2 separate regions of the Oryctolagus cuniculus genome follow, and region 2 is linked to region 1. A link is a contact called in public Micro-C data. All regions are on one chromosome and are shown on one strand. The core of a region is the stretch at or near the end of the contact, and the rest is flanking DNA. Distances in the headings are between cores, read along the strand shown. Region 1 holds the start of TLE3 (TLE family member 3, transcriptional corepressor). Region 2 overlaps LOC103345751 (a long non-coding RNA gene).

Evidence for each region. Hi-C and Micro-C count contacts between places; a contact is called where the count stands out from the background.
Region 2: a contact with region 1 is called in a Micro-C map of ear pinna, with 3 times the contacts expected there. The contact joins the enhancer-like site here to the promoter of TLE3 in region 1. A contact is called at or near these places in 2 of 6 Hi-C or Micro-C datasets (ear pinna and psoas muscle).

What each region holds. Positions count from the first base shown.
Region 1 is chr12:92,634,558-92,641,363 of mOryCun1.1, reverse strand. It overlaps TLE3 (TLE family member 3, transcriptional corepressor), which reads left to right and starts at 4,656. Exons shown (of 20, transcript XM_008249826.4): 1 at 4,656-4,788; 2 at 5,314-5,414; 3 at 5,846-5,909; 4 at 6,771-6,806. The coding sequence starts at 4,765.
Region 2 is chr12:92,721,936-92,728,843 of mOryCun1.1, reverse strand. LOC103345751 (a long non-coding RNA gene) reads right to left here. Exons shown (of 4, transcript XR_515525.3): 4 at 6,104-6,908. Among named protein-coding and RNA genes, the nearest start is that of TLE3, 89 kb to the right of the region's middle. Within about 2 kb of position 4,128, at least 6 of the 8 cell types and tissues checked have an H3K27ac peak or open chromatin away from gene starts, as enhancers often do. A contact at or near this core is called in ear pinna, where this site is marked.

The DNA of each region.
Region 1 (6,806 bases), core at 3,407-5,906:
GAGAAGTTGGGAGGCCCTGGGGAGAGCCTCCGCCTCTCCAGGCTGACTCCACAGCCTCCCCCCCCCCCCCCGCCAGATTCCTGTAGTGCCAGCAAAGCCAGTGTTTACAAGGAGCCTGGGTGCTGGGTTCAAGTTTGTGAGTCACTGAAGTGACTGTGGGCACATGCTTGTCCCCCTGTATATTGTCTGCTCCGTCTGGAAAATGGGGGTGATACCATGGCCCCACTGCCTTCACCCTGGGAGGACTAAACTGGTTCACATCTGTCCCGCACTTAAGGCAGCCTCTGGGACAGTGTAAGACCCTTTCTGGAGTGTGCTAAACAAAGGAAACCCCCTCCCTCCCTCTTGCTGTTGGGTGGGGTGCTTGATTGTGGAGGGAGGGCTGGAATGACTGGTGGTGGGGGCATTGGGGGGCAGAATACACAGATCATGAGGAGAAAGCCCAAGAATTGGAGTAATCTTGTACAATCACCTCTTTGGACAGCTCCAGAAGCCTCCCCCACCCCCAACCCAAAGCCAGTGCAGGCTCTAGGGAGGGAGGGAGGGAGGGGAGTGGGGGGTCTGTGACCTGGAGCCCCACCCACGGCTCTGTTCTCAGTTGCTGGCACAGAAGCCAGGAGGCTGGCCAGAGCACGGCCCTTTAGGAGGGCCGGCATATATTAGCACTCATCTAAAGTGCTTGGCAATGATTTTTAAAGAACCAGAAGAGTGGCTCTTAGGGCTGGCCGACAGCTGCCCACCCACCACCCTGCACCCCAAAGAGGGGGCGGGGCTGGGGAACCTGGGCTCTCTAAATCCAGGCCGGGCTTTCCGCCTCACCCGCGTGACTTTTTTTTTTTTTTTTTTTTTTTTTTTTTGTTTAATGTGCCAGGAATTCCTCTCCCACGTGGGGTGGACTCGGAGGTACTCAATTAAGCAGCCAATGAAAAGTCAGCGCTCCGGTAGCAAATGACCCTGACACTTCTTGTAACATAAACAGTTGAAACGTTTCCAATTAGAACTGGAGACAGAGACGTTTGAACTCGCTCTCTGCTCCCTCCTTCTTTAAAATAATTGTCAAGCGCTCTGGACAGGGTGTTGTATACATGTCCCCCCAGCCCTTTCTCCAGCATAAAAGCCTATGTATTTTCCCCCCTGCATTTTCTAGTTTGTGCGATGGCATGATGGTGGGGGTAGCGCGGTGCTGATCTTCAGGGGGAGCTGGCCTGATGTACCCCTGCCCCCCGGGTGAGCAGCAGGGCTGGGGAGCCCGCAGCCAGACGCTGGGACGGGGCCGTTCGCACAGGAGCGCCTAGGCGCACGAGTGTCTTCGTCGCGGCAGATGCCCAAGTCCCGCGCGCTTCGAGCTCCGGCTGGCGCCAGGCCGACGGCCCTGGATTCGAATCCTGCTGCCTCTGCCCGCTTGGGGTTCTCAACCTCTCTCTGCTTCACCGGCCAGGTCGCCACCTTCAGGAGCAAGGTGAAGAAAGCGCCGCTCGCTCGGACGCCTCCGCTGCGCTCCCGCGCCGTCCGTCCCGCACCGGGAGACGCGGCGGCTGTGCAGGGCCGGGCCGGGGCCAGGCGCCGCGGCCCGGGCGTCTCCGAGGCGTTGTGTTAATAAACGCGGGCGACAGGCACGCCGCGCTCCCCCACTCCCGGCTCCCAAATCCAGACCTGCTGCAGGATTGCGGTTTACGGGGTCTTAAACCCCCCTCGACTTTGATTAGCGGCTTCAAAGAGCGCCCTTTAAAGGTCGTGCTCCCCGCCCCCCGCTCTCCGCCCCCGCCGCTCTGCGGACTCGGGAGACGACAGCACAGCGCCGCACGCACCAGTGCGGGGGAGGGGGCGTCTTCGGGCGCCCGCCCGCTGGTGGGCCACAGTCTTCGCTTCAGGCGCGCGCATAGGAGTACTGCGCAGTTTGGTTTTTTTCCCTTTTTTTCCTTTTTCTTCTTCCTTTTCTTTTCCTTTCTTTTTTTTTGGGGGGTTTTGGGGGGGTTTGTGTGTGTGTGTTTTTACCTTTTATTATTTAAATTGATACGTTTCATTACTAGGGAGAAAAATAAAATATTCCTTTGATACACAAAATCAAATTGATATTTAGCCTCTGCTTACTTTTTTATGCATGGCTCCTTTATACCACATGGTAGTGACAGATTGTTTGAGCTGGAAGGAAAAGCCATTCAAAGCTAATTAAGCAGCCATTCCAAGCACTATTTGCAAGCGGGAGGCTCAGAAGCCTCGGCATTTGTCAGCGCTCCCCTCCACCCCGCGTGGTTTTGACTGACAGCTCTGGACGCCGACCGACAGCTCTCGGCGGCTCCACCAATCAGCAACGGAAAGCCCCTCGGGCAGCCTGTGATTGGCCTTCCAGGCCTTGCTCGGGGGCGTGGCCGGCGCCCCCCACGTGGGCACCGCCGTGCGAGAGGGGCGGGGCGGGCAGGAAGCGGGTGCGCCCACCCGTGACGTAAGGGGGCGGGCGGAGAGGGGGAGGGGAAAGGAAGCTCCGGAGAGGAGCCATTTTGTGTGTAATGTATGCTGCGGCCAGATGCTCGCATCTGTCGAGCCCGGCTTCTCCCTACCCCCCTCTCCGGTGCGCGCCGCACACGATTTATGTTTTTATTTAGGAGAATAAATAAATGAAGAGAGGAGCACGGCCGGGGCTGGCGGCCCGAGCGGGCGCTCACGTGTGACTCCCCGCGCACCGGCCTCGGAGCGGCCGCTCGCGCTCGCCTCATTAAGATGCGAAAGCGAAGCTCCGGCTGCTAATGAGGGGAAAACACTGAGCCGGGCGCGCGCGCGGGCGCGGGCGCGCCGCCGTCTCCGGGCCCGCGGAGGCGCTGAGGCGCGACCCCCGGCCCGCGCCCCCCTCAGCCGCGAGCGCGGGGCCGCCGGAGCTGGCGGTGTGCGGGCCGGAGCTCGGCAGTCCCGCGCGGCCCCGACCGCGTCTTCTCAGCGCCCTCGGCGCGGGCGAAGCCGTCCCACAGCGGGGACCCCCGCGGGGGTCTGAGTCCCTCTGACCGCTCCCGGGCGGGCGGCCGCCGCGCGTCGCAGGCGCAGTTTTGGGCTTAGGACGGGCGAGCGAACAAAGAAGGGACGCTGGGGGCTCCCAGCGGGCTGTGAGAGGTCGGAGGCAACTTGGGGAGCCACCATCTTAGGGGTCCTAGAACGAGAACGTGACGAAGTGGTTGTCTTACAGTGTCTAATTGGGCCGCTCGGCCGGCCTAATGGGATTACAGGGGCGAACCGTTGCCGCGGCTGCGGCATAAACCGATCCGGTCCTCCCAGCCACAGGTTTGGAGCTCCGCGCCGCTCGCTAGTCTTTTATCCTTTTGTTGTTATTCCCGTCATCCGTCCTAACCCCCACCCGCCAAATAATTATTTGCTAGTAGATCGTGGGAAAAAAAGAGAGGCGGGGGCGGGGAGGAACTCCAGCAGCCCGGGACTATAATATATATCTATTTATTATATGTCTTTCGGTTAATTCCTGATCTGAGGAGCGCTGGTTTTCACTCCCATGCGAAAGTCACCAGCGGGTAGGGCCTGATTGCTACTTTTCATGCATAGTTTTAGACACAAGAGGGCATTGTGACGTCGCGCCCGGCGGCGGCCAGTCGCGGGCCGAGTTCCGCGGCCCCACGTGGGGACGGCTCGCGCCCATTGGCTGCGGCCGGGCGAAGCTGCCACATTATTTTGTTACTTTTCAGTCCCTATTTGGAACTGCTCTCGCGGCAGTTCAGACCTCGTGCTCGTCCCCCTCGCCTGTCTGTGTGTGGTATCCGCAGGTCCCGGGCACTTTTTTTGGGGGTGTGTGTTTGTGTGTGTGTGTGTGTGTGCGCGCGCGCGCGCGCGCTGTGGGTGGGGGGGAGGTGTGTGTTTTGGGGGTTTGTCGGGGCGCGGAGAGCCGGGCCGAGGGGAAGGGAGGAAGCCGCAGAGCTGCCCGGCCTCCGGCTGCGTCTCCCCTCCAGCGCTCTCCTGCCGGCGCGCTCCGAGGCGGCCGCGGCGGTGGCGCCGAGCGCTCCTCGTGGGGAACGCGGCGCTCCAGCCGGGAGCGGCGAGGACCCGTTCACGGAGAAGCTTCCGGTGCCCGCTGGAGTTAGGATGCCAGGGAGGTTGATTTGCACCTACTGAGCCCGGAGTTCCTCCCCGGCCCTGGGAAGGGCTTGCGGCGGCGGCGGCGGCGGCGGCGGTAGCAGACGGAACAGCAGGCTCTCCTCTCCGAGGGGGGGCGTCGAAGCGCCCGCGGCGGGCTCCAGCCCTCACTCTCCGGCGCTCCTGCGGCCCCGAGCTTCCAGCTCGGCGCCTGTCTTCTCTTCTCGCCGCGAGCCGCGGGCCCAGCTGCTCTGGGGGTCGGACTCGCGCGCCCCGGATGCTTGGGGCAGCCCCGGCGCGACGCGCTGCTGAGTGATCCGGAGGGGCCCCCGGCCTCGGGACCCCGCGCCGGACTCGCCGGGGAGCCGACGATGTCCGCGCAGCCCCCGGCCCTGACGCGCTCGACGCAGCCCCGGGAAGGCGGCCGGCCGAAGCCCGCCGAGCCCTAGGCGCACAAAGCTCGCGCCCGCCGCCCGGCCTCCGACGACTTTGCCGCCCGCTCCGCGGCTCTTTGTCTCCGCTCGAGGCGGGCGCCCGACTCTGGGATTTCGCTGCGAGAGCGAGCTGGGGGGGCCGGGGGCGAGCTCTCGGTTTCCCGGCCGCCCCCCGCTCGGGCTCGGCTCCCCCCTCTCCCGCACCTCCCCGGCCCGGGCTCTCGGCGCTTCCAAGCTCTCGGAATCACGACCCCTCCCTGCCATGTATCCGCAAGGGAGACATCCGGTGAGTAATTGCAACTCGGTTTATTTAAGCATCTATCATGGCAGGGTAAACGAGGCAGTTTATCCGGCACCTCCATTTTGCTTGTTGCTACCTTTATGGGGTGTGTGTGTCTGTGCGTGTGTGTGTGTGTCTGTGCAGTGTGAGTGCGCGCGCGCGCGCTCACACAAAGGGGCTGGGGACCGAGAGACTCGGCGGACCTGCGAGGTCAGTCCCGAGCCGGGGCCGGAGGGGAAGCCGTTCTCGTGACCCCCCCGCCCCCTTTCTTAAGTCTCCAACTCGCCCCGCGTTCTCCCTGCCCCCGCCTCTCTGTTTGCGGGTGGAAACCTCGCGACTGAGCCGGAGGACCCGGGGCGCCCCCTCCCCCCGCGCCGTCGGGGAGCCGAGGAACTTGCGGGGAAGGCTGTGGGCTGTGAGGGCGGCCTCTCTGGTGGGGCAGCCGGCGGGGAGGGGCCGAGGACGCGGCGGAGGCCCCGAGCCCCGGCTGACGCCCGCGCCCCTCCCCTGTCTCGTCCTCGCGGGCTGCAGGCTCCCCATCAACCCGGGCAGCCCGGATTTAAATTCACGGTGGCTGAGTCTTGTGACAGGATCAAAGACGAATTCCAGTTCCTGCAAGCTCAGTATCACAGGTAAGGCCGGGGGAGGGGGGTGGGCAAGCGCCCCGGGGCCGGCAGGGAGGGGGCATCCCCGTCGCTGCGACGGAGGGGGCTCCCGACCCCGGGCGGCGGGGCCACTGGGGCCTCCGCCTTTTGTTTCCCCTTTCCGAGCGCGCCGCCTTAACCCTGTGCTGCCCGCGGCCGAAGGTCGGGGTCCTTCCCCCTGCGGTCGCGGTGAGCGGGCTCGCTCTTCCGTGGGAAGTTTCCAGTTGCCTTGCTCCCCCATGCCCACGGCGTGGACCCCAGCCCCTGTGCGCCCCGACGCTGCGGGATAGTGGGGTGCCCCCCCCCGGGGAGGGTTGGTGTCCAGGAAATGGGAAAGTGGCTCTCGGAGGCCCTGGGGTTGCGGCCTCGGAGGCGGCCGTGCGGGCGCCAGGCCTGAGCTGGCTCCTCTGCCCTCGCAGCCTCAAAGTGGAGTACGACAAGCTGGCGAACGAGAAGACCGAGATGCAGCGCCATTATGTGATGGTGAGAGGCGGCCCGGGAAGGCGGCGACCCCGCCGGCGGCGCGGGGACCGGGGCTCACTCCCCACCGCGGCCGCGGCGGCTCTTCAGGGAAGGGGGGCTGGGCGGGAATGCCCTGCGCCCCTCACTGGCTTCCCCTGGCATCGGCCACTTGGGAGGGGGTGGGTGAGCCCAGGGGCGGAGGGAGAAACCCGAATTGCAGGCCCGGAGAGCCCTGCTCCCTTTGTACGCCTTTGCTGGGTGCTTTTAAGATTCCCTAGGGCTGCTTGCCCTGGGAGAGCCGGTAGGATGGTGTTGGATCAGCCCAGGAAGACAGGACTCATAGCATAGGATAAAAATCTCTCAAGGCCTCCTGGGAGCGCTTGGAAACTTTGTGCTTTGCAACCCTGGAATGTAGCCAGAGGAGCCCAGCAGCCCTCCTGGCCCAGGGTGTGTGGGCCTTTGCAAGCCCCACTGTGGGCCAGGGTTCCTCACCTGAAAAGTCACGGGACCTTGGGCAGCAGGTAGCCTGGCTCCCTGTACCCAGGGCTTGCACCTGCAGCTTTAAGTCATTGTGGGAGAGCCCAGGAGACACATCAGCCAGGCTCCCAGCACTGCTTCTCACCTAAGAGGCCTTGGGCGCAGTGCTAAGTTATTCTCAGAGAGAGTGTGCACCTGACTCCCTGTTGGGCCCCTACCTTGTACAAACAGGATATGTGGCCCCTGCAGTGCTGGGGGCAGGGGAGCGGCTCTTAGCACCCTGCCCTTGGGGGCTTAATTTAAAGCCCCTTACCATTCGCATCAGAAGAGGCCAGAAAGAACTCCTTTTGAAAAAAGGAGCAGAATTCTGGGTTGTCTGTTAATGGTGCTTCTTTCTATTTTTAGTACTATGAGATGTCCTATGGCTTGAACATCGAAATG
Region 2 (6,908 bases), core at 2,879-5,378, 88 kb before region 1:
AGGACCCCGGATCAGCACTGTTCAGTGTGGCCACACAACAGCCTGCCTGAAGGATCTCTGTGAGTGAGGCCCCAGCGGGAAGGAGGGGCCGTCAAAGAAGGAGGCACCTTTCCCTGAAGGGAGGAGAGAACTTCCACTTTGATCATGGCCTTGTCTAAATAAGGTCGGAGTTGTGGACTCAAGAGGCTTCCATAGCCTGGGCAGCTCATGATAAGAGCCTCGGGTGATCACTGATGTCATAAATAAGAGTGTCAATTGTTAAATCAACAACAGGAGTCACTGTGCACTTACTCCCACATCAGATCTCCGTCCTAATGTGCTGTACTATGTGAATTAATGGTAAAACTAGACTTCAAACAGTTGTGTGTCTGTGTGGGTGCAAACTGTTGAAATCTTTACTTAATATAGAGTTGATCTTGTGTATATAAAGATAATTAAAAATGAATCTTAATGAAGAATGGGATGGGAGAGGGAGTAGGAGGTGGGATGGTTTGCAGGTGGGAGGGAGGTTATGGGGGGAAGAACTGCTATAATCCAAAAGTTGTACTTTAGAAATTTATATTTATTAAATAAAAGCTTTCTACTATTAAAAAAAAAAAGTGTGGCCACAGATGGCCAGGCCACAGCAGCCCCACCTGCGCCTACCCCAGACCCACTCAGTAGTTCTCACTATTTTTTTGAAAGATTTCTATATTTATCTAAAATGCAGAGTTACAAAGAAAAAGAGAGACAGACAGACAGAGAGGTCTTCCATCTGCTGCTTCCCTCTCCAAATGGCTGCGACAGTCAGGGCTGAGCCAGGCCCAGCCCTGGAACTTCATCCAGGTCTCCCACCTGGGTAATGGGGGCCCGAGCATCCTCCAGTGCTTTCCCAGGTGCATTGGCAGAGAGCTGGATTGGAAGCGAAGCAGCCAGGATTCGAACCAGTGCCTGCATGGGATGCCGGCACTGCAGGCGGCAGCTTAGCCTGCTGCATCACCATGCTGGCCCCCTCCAGGTGTCTGTCATGCGCCTGGGCTGAAGAGTGTCTGTCCAGGTGCAGCCCATCCCTGGAGAGCCTTCCAGACATGGAGTTCTTTATCTGGGGATCCCCAGGCTACAGTCTGAAATGGGGCATGCAGGGATACTGGAAAGATCTCGTCCCCCCCCCACACACACACACACCAGAGCTGTGTGTGTGTGATGAACTTCACCTCCAACCCTTGTCCTGAGCCTCCCACTCCCCCACCCCACATCCACACAGGACCCTTCCCTGTTCCTGGAACAACCACGCTCCAGGCCCAACCTTGTCCCACTGCCGGGAAAGCCGGCCCCTCCCCCACCCCCACCCTGAGGACTCAGCCCCCACCTCCGGCAAGATTCCTCTCTCTCTCTCTCTTCTCGGATTTCCAAAGCACTCTAGGGATAATGCTCTTCCAGCAAACATCTAGAGCCTCGTGCTTTCTTGGGCCAGACGCACGCCTCTCCTGCTAGAATCTGAGCTCCTGGATACGCCACAGCTCCTGGCAACCCCCTGGCACACAATAGGTCTGCAGTGTGTGTGTGTGTGTGTGTGTGTGTGTTGCGTGCATGGGGCCACATGCACACGCTCTATAATCAGAATGGGATTCTGTCCTCAAAGTCGTAGCGTAACGGTACTGACAGAGAGGAAACTCAACCCAGTTACGGGGCTTAGGGAGCGGGGTCATGGGGGACATGCCCGCAGAAGCCGACTCTTGTGGGCAGGTTGATTGTGGGAGCTGAGACTGACTTCAACCTCTCTCTCTCTCTCTCTCTCACTCTCTCTCTCTTTGCTCCCCGGCTCGGCCCATGCCTTCCCTTGCAAACGTGCTTGGCCATAGCTGTTCACCGCCCTCGCCAGAGACCCGATCAATGGTCTCGAATCTGACTAAGTAAACCTTTTATCTTTATTAAGTCAGCAGTCTTGGGTATTTCACTGCCGTAATGATGACCTGACTAATACCGCATGATACATGCACATGTGTGTGTGCACATGTGTGGGTGTGCAAGTGTGTGTGTGTGTGTGTGTGTGTGAAACTCCAAGAACCCTGGCCCCTGGCTCCCTATGCTCCAGGCTCTGGACAAACCCTGGGAGTATTCCTGACCCACAAGCTCACAGCATCATTTTACAGCCAGCGAAAGCTCCAGGCTGCCCTCGCCCTGCTTCCTGGGCGCTCCCGGCCTCCGGACCCTCGGTCATCTCTCAGGTAGCACCAGGAAACCCTGCTCCCCTCTCCTGCCCTGGTTCCCCCGACACCTACTCCCATCAGCCTCTGGCAGAGGCCACCCTGTTGAGAAACAGGAGACATGGACCTAGCACATTAGCCATGCCCGGTGACAGCTGAGCTGGGCCCAGGCAGACGTCTGTGCTAGGACCCCCTGTGCCACTCCTGACCCGAGCCGGGAAGGCCTGTCCAGGGCTCACAAGCCAGCCAGCTCTCCAGCAGGTAGGGAAAGGTGGCCAGGCTGACCTCCACCAAGTCTCATGCAAGGTCTGCCTCCTCCAGGAAGCCTTCCTTGGTGCTATAGCCTTAAGAAGGTGATGTGAATTCTCCAGCCTGGCCGTTGCCGCATCCCAGCAAACCCATGCTCACGTTCTCAGGCTCGTGTGGATCGAGAGAGCGAGCTGCCCTCAACAGCCAGGCCAGCTCCATATCCACAGACTTTGTGAAGCTGGAACCCCACACCAGCTCTCCTCCTGAGCTGGCCTAGGTGCTGCCCACCTCTCTGTCCCCCTGCAGCCTCAGGGGCCTTGCACACACTCTCCCTTCTGCCGGGTGCTCAAACACAATGCCAGCACCCAGTGGCTGAGACAGAGGACACCAGGAGTGGCTGGGACAATTAGGCAATGAGACAAAAATGAACAGGTAAGAAGTCAAGACTCCCGGTCACGGCCCTCCGAGTGAACCCCTCTCCCAATCTGGGCCAGGGTGTAGAGGCTTGGATTCTACAAGGCTGCAGCCCACCCTCTCCTCCTGAGACACCATTTAGTGAGGGAGCACAGGGGCGCCTGCTCTGAGCATAGGCAGGGTCCCACTAGCCAGATCTGGCCTCCCAGGGGTCCCTCTCAGAGACACGGGCTGCTCCATGAGCCACCACTGGTGGCCTCCTGGGCTCCTGCTGGTGTCGGGTCCTCTGCAAGGCCCAGCTACCCACGTGTACTGGGTCCCTCCCTTGATTGGCCAAATGCTACCCATGATTCCCCATGCCACGTGCTGTGATCAGGAAGAAGATCCTCTCTGGCAGCCTGAGGTGGGAGGTGCAGATCGGGAGGCTTCGCTGGCAGGTAAAAGGCAGGTTTGTTTTTGCAGCAGGTGCAGCTGGAGCGGCGTCTCGATAGCATGTCTCTGGGCTGGACGCAGGCGCCCCTGCAATGGGAACTGGCTGAGCAGTGAGGCTTCCTCTTGGTACCTGTCCCAGCTGCGTGGCTCCAGGCGAAACTGTCTCCCCGGTTTGCACAGTACCTGGGGCAGGTTGCCCTGGGCAGGAACCCCCAAATAGAGCTGGGGAGGTCTCCATGCTTGCAGGATCAGCACCTTCCTGTGCCTACTGTGCAAGACCCCTGCCCTGCCTCCAGGGCTCCTGGCCCTGGCCCACTGAATAGCACAGACAGGGAGGTGCTGGGGTGGGCGCAGAGAGAGGAGCAGACCCCATCAGAGGCAGGGGCCTGTGTGCCACCCGGCCATGTGCCCCATTATTGCCTTTTCTGCATACGGGAAGCCGTGGAGCAGAAGTTTCTTGCCCTGGGATTCGAACCCGCACTTGTCTTTCTCCAACCCTCCGACCTCTAGCCCAGCTCCCTATCCACAGGGCTGTGTGCCTGGTCCCTCCCCACCCCCCACACCCTCTCCCCCTCCCACCCCCCGGGAGCTGACAGCAGGCAAATGTGCTTGAGCCCAGCACCTGGAGGGGCAGCCAAGCCTGCAAAAGCCCTTTAAAAAACCCCGCCAGCTTCAGGGCGTCCCAAGGCCACCGGCCCTGGCTGGGAACACTGTCCTGCCTTCCAGCCCGCGCTGGTGGCTGTGTCCAGCTGGACGGGTGACTCAGCCGCCCTCATTCCCACAGATCGGGGCGGGCAGGCCTCCCTCCCCGGCTGTCGGCTTGGCTCGGTCTGGGGGTGCCCCGGCGGCCAGGCTCCCAGCAGCGAGGCCCTGGGGCTTGGCCGCCTCGGCCGCAGCTGACTCATGAGCCCACCCTCTTTCTCCACCGCCAGCCTCCCCGTGGAGAGTGGAGGGACACTTGTAGATGTCACCGCTGGCCCCCTTGGCCAGGCTGTGGTAATTTCTTGAGGACTAGCCCCAGAGCCTCTGTCCTGTCGGCAGTAGAAGCACCTCCCCCACCCCCACCATGAGCAAACAGCTTGCTGGCCAGGCTCCAGGGCCAGCCAGGCCTGTACAGAGGGAGGCTTGCGGCGTGTGAAGAGGAGGGATCGGGCCCAAGCAGGGCGTGAAAGCCAGGGAGGGAAGTAGATCTTGGCTGGACTTTCAAACGAGACGTGTGGGAGGCCAGGCTACGGTTGGACGGTGCAGGTATAGGCACAAGACCATCTGCTCACAACCAAGGAAAACCTCACCCTGCATGCCAAGGCACTGAGCGCAGGGGGCAGCAGCTGGCGGGGGCCAGGGTCAGAAGGCCCGCCCACTCTCAGGTCCTGTTTCCACATCTGTAGAATGGGCGTGTGCCCGGCAGGACAACTGCTCCAAAGCGCCCCGGAAGGAGCGTGTCTTTCTGTTCCCTGTGGGAGCCCGGTTAGGTTTGTGCAACCTTTAATTGCTTTCATTTGGCATCTGTCATCTGTGATACTGTGGGAAGGGACCCAGGGGGCACCCTGTGAGGGACCCTCCCAGAGAACAGAGCAAGCAGCACGCAGCACCCTCCCGCCACTTTTCCCCCACCCACACACGCTTGACCCAGTAAGGAGCCCGAGACTGGGAGCAGGAGCTGCCGTGCTGGCATCAGCAAGTCGGGATGACCTAAGCAACCAACTTCTACTGAGCCACTGAGCTGGCACTTGGACATGCTGAGGTGCTTAAGACACAGTCCCTGTAAAAAGAAAAAAAAGGGGGTGGCATGAACGTGAAGTGGAGGCAGGGAGGGAGACAGGGAGGGACAGGGAAAGGGTGTGCAAGTGGCCTGGAGCCCAGGCACATGGAAATGGACTTTGGGCTCTGAAGGGTGAGCAGGAGCCTGCCACGCAGAGTAAGGAAGCGAAAGGGAGCGGCAGCCTCAGGGGCCCCAGTAGGGGGCGCACGTCTGAGCTGTGCGGAGAGCAACCCAAGTGCTCCCCCGGAGCCGCCAGGCCACCGTGTGTGGCTGCATCAGAGACTGTGGAGACACACCCGCTGAGGCCTGTGGCCCACATTCCAGCCTTCCAAGAACTGGCTGGGTGAGCCTTGGCCCTGGCAGATCCGCAGCCTCCTCCCTCCTCCCTCCTCCCAGCAGGCTCCAGCGGTGGGCGTGGCCCAGGAGATGTGACGTCATGCACAGCTGGGGAATGAGACAGGACAGCTCCCACGCAATCCAGCGGCCTGTTCCCAGGGATTAGGTGATCCCCCCCCCAGCAACCCCTCTCCACTGAGGATCCCCAGAATGGTCCAGACATGGAAACTGAGGCCACACTGAGTCTGGGCTCCTGGCTTCTGCCCCTGGGGCCCTCCTGCACCTGCTGCTGCCACCTCCCACAGAGGCAGTCCTGGGGCGTGCTGCCTCCTGACAGAGGGGCAGCAGGCAGGTTCCGTCCCTCTCACTCACTGCCTGTTCCTAACTCCTGCTTCTTCTCTATGAAAATTCCCCTTTTGTGCCCTTTTTCCACGTGCTGGTCCCCTGTATTCCAGTGCCCATCTCTGAACAAGGCCCCACCATGCACACCCAGTCACCCACACTGCCCCTGCTGATTCTCCACAGCCAAGCACTTGCTGGGTTTGTCTTTTACTCAAATCTTTATTTTAATAGAAAATTTTTATTTAATAAATATAAATTTCTAAAGTACAACTTTTGGATTATAGCAGTTCTTCCCCCTATAACCTCCCTCCCACCTGCAAACCATCCCACCTCCTACTCCTTCTCCCATCCCATTCTTCATTAAGATTCATTTTTAATTATCTTTATATACACAAGATCAACTCTATATTAAGTAAAGATTTCAACAGTTTGCACCCACACAGACACATGAAGTATAAAGTACTGCTTGAATACTAGTTTTACTGTTAATTCACACAGTACAGCACATTAGGACAGAGATCTGACGTGGGAGTAAGTGCACAGTGACTCCTGTTGTTGATTTAACAATTGACACTCTTATTTATGACATCAGTAATCACTCGAGGCTCTGGTCATGAGCTGCCAAGGCTATGGAAGCCTCTTGAGTTCACAAACTCCGACCTTATTTAGACAAGGCCATAATCAAAGTTCTCTCCCCCCTTCAGAGAAAGGTACTTCTTTCTTTGATGGCCCATTCTTTCCACTGGGATCTCACTCACAGAGATCTTTCATGTAGGTCTGTTTTGCCACAGTGTCTTGCCTTTCCATGCCTGAGAAACTCTCATGGGCTTTTTAACCATTCAACTGCCTTAAGGGCTGATTCTGAGGCCAGAGTGTTGTTTAGGACATTTGTCATTCTATGAGTCTGCTGTGTGGCCTGTTTCCCATGTTGGATCATTCTCTCCTTTTTAATTCTATCAATTATTATTAGCAGACACTGGTCTTATTTATGTGATCCCTTTAACACTTAATCCTATCTTCATGATCAGTTATGAACTTAAACTGATCACTTTAACTAGTAAGATGGCATTGGCACCTGCCAACTTAATGGGATTTGGAGTCTCAAGGCAAGTAGCATGTGCCAAATTGTACATCTACTTCCTCTCTTATTCCCACTCTTATTTTTAACAGGAATCAATTTTCAGTTG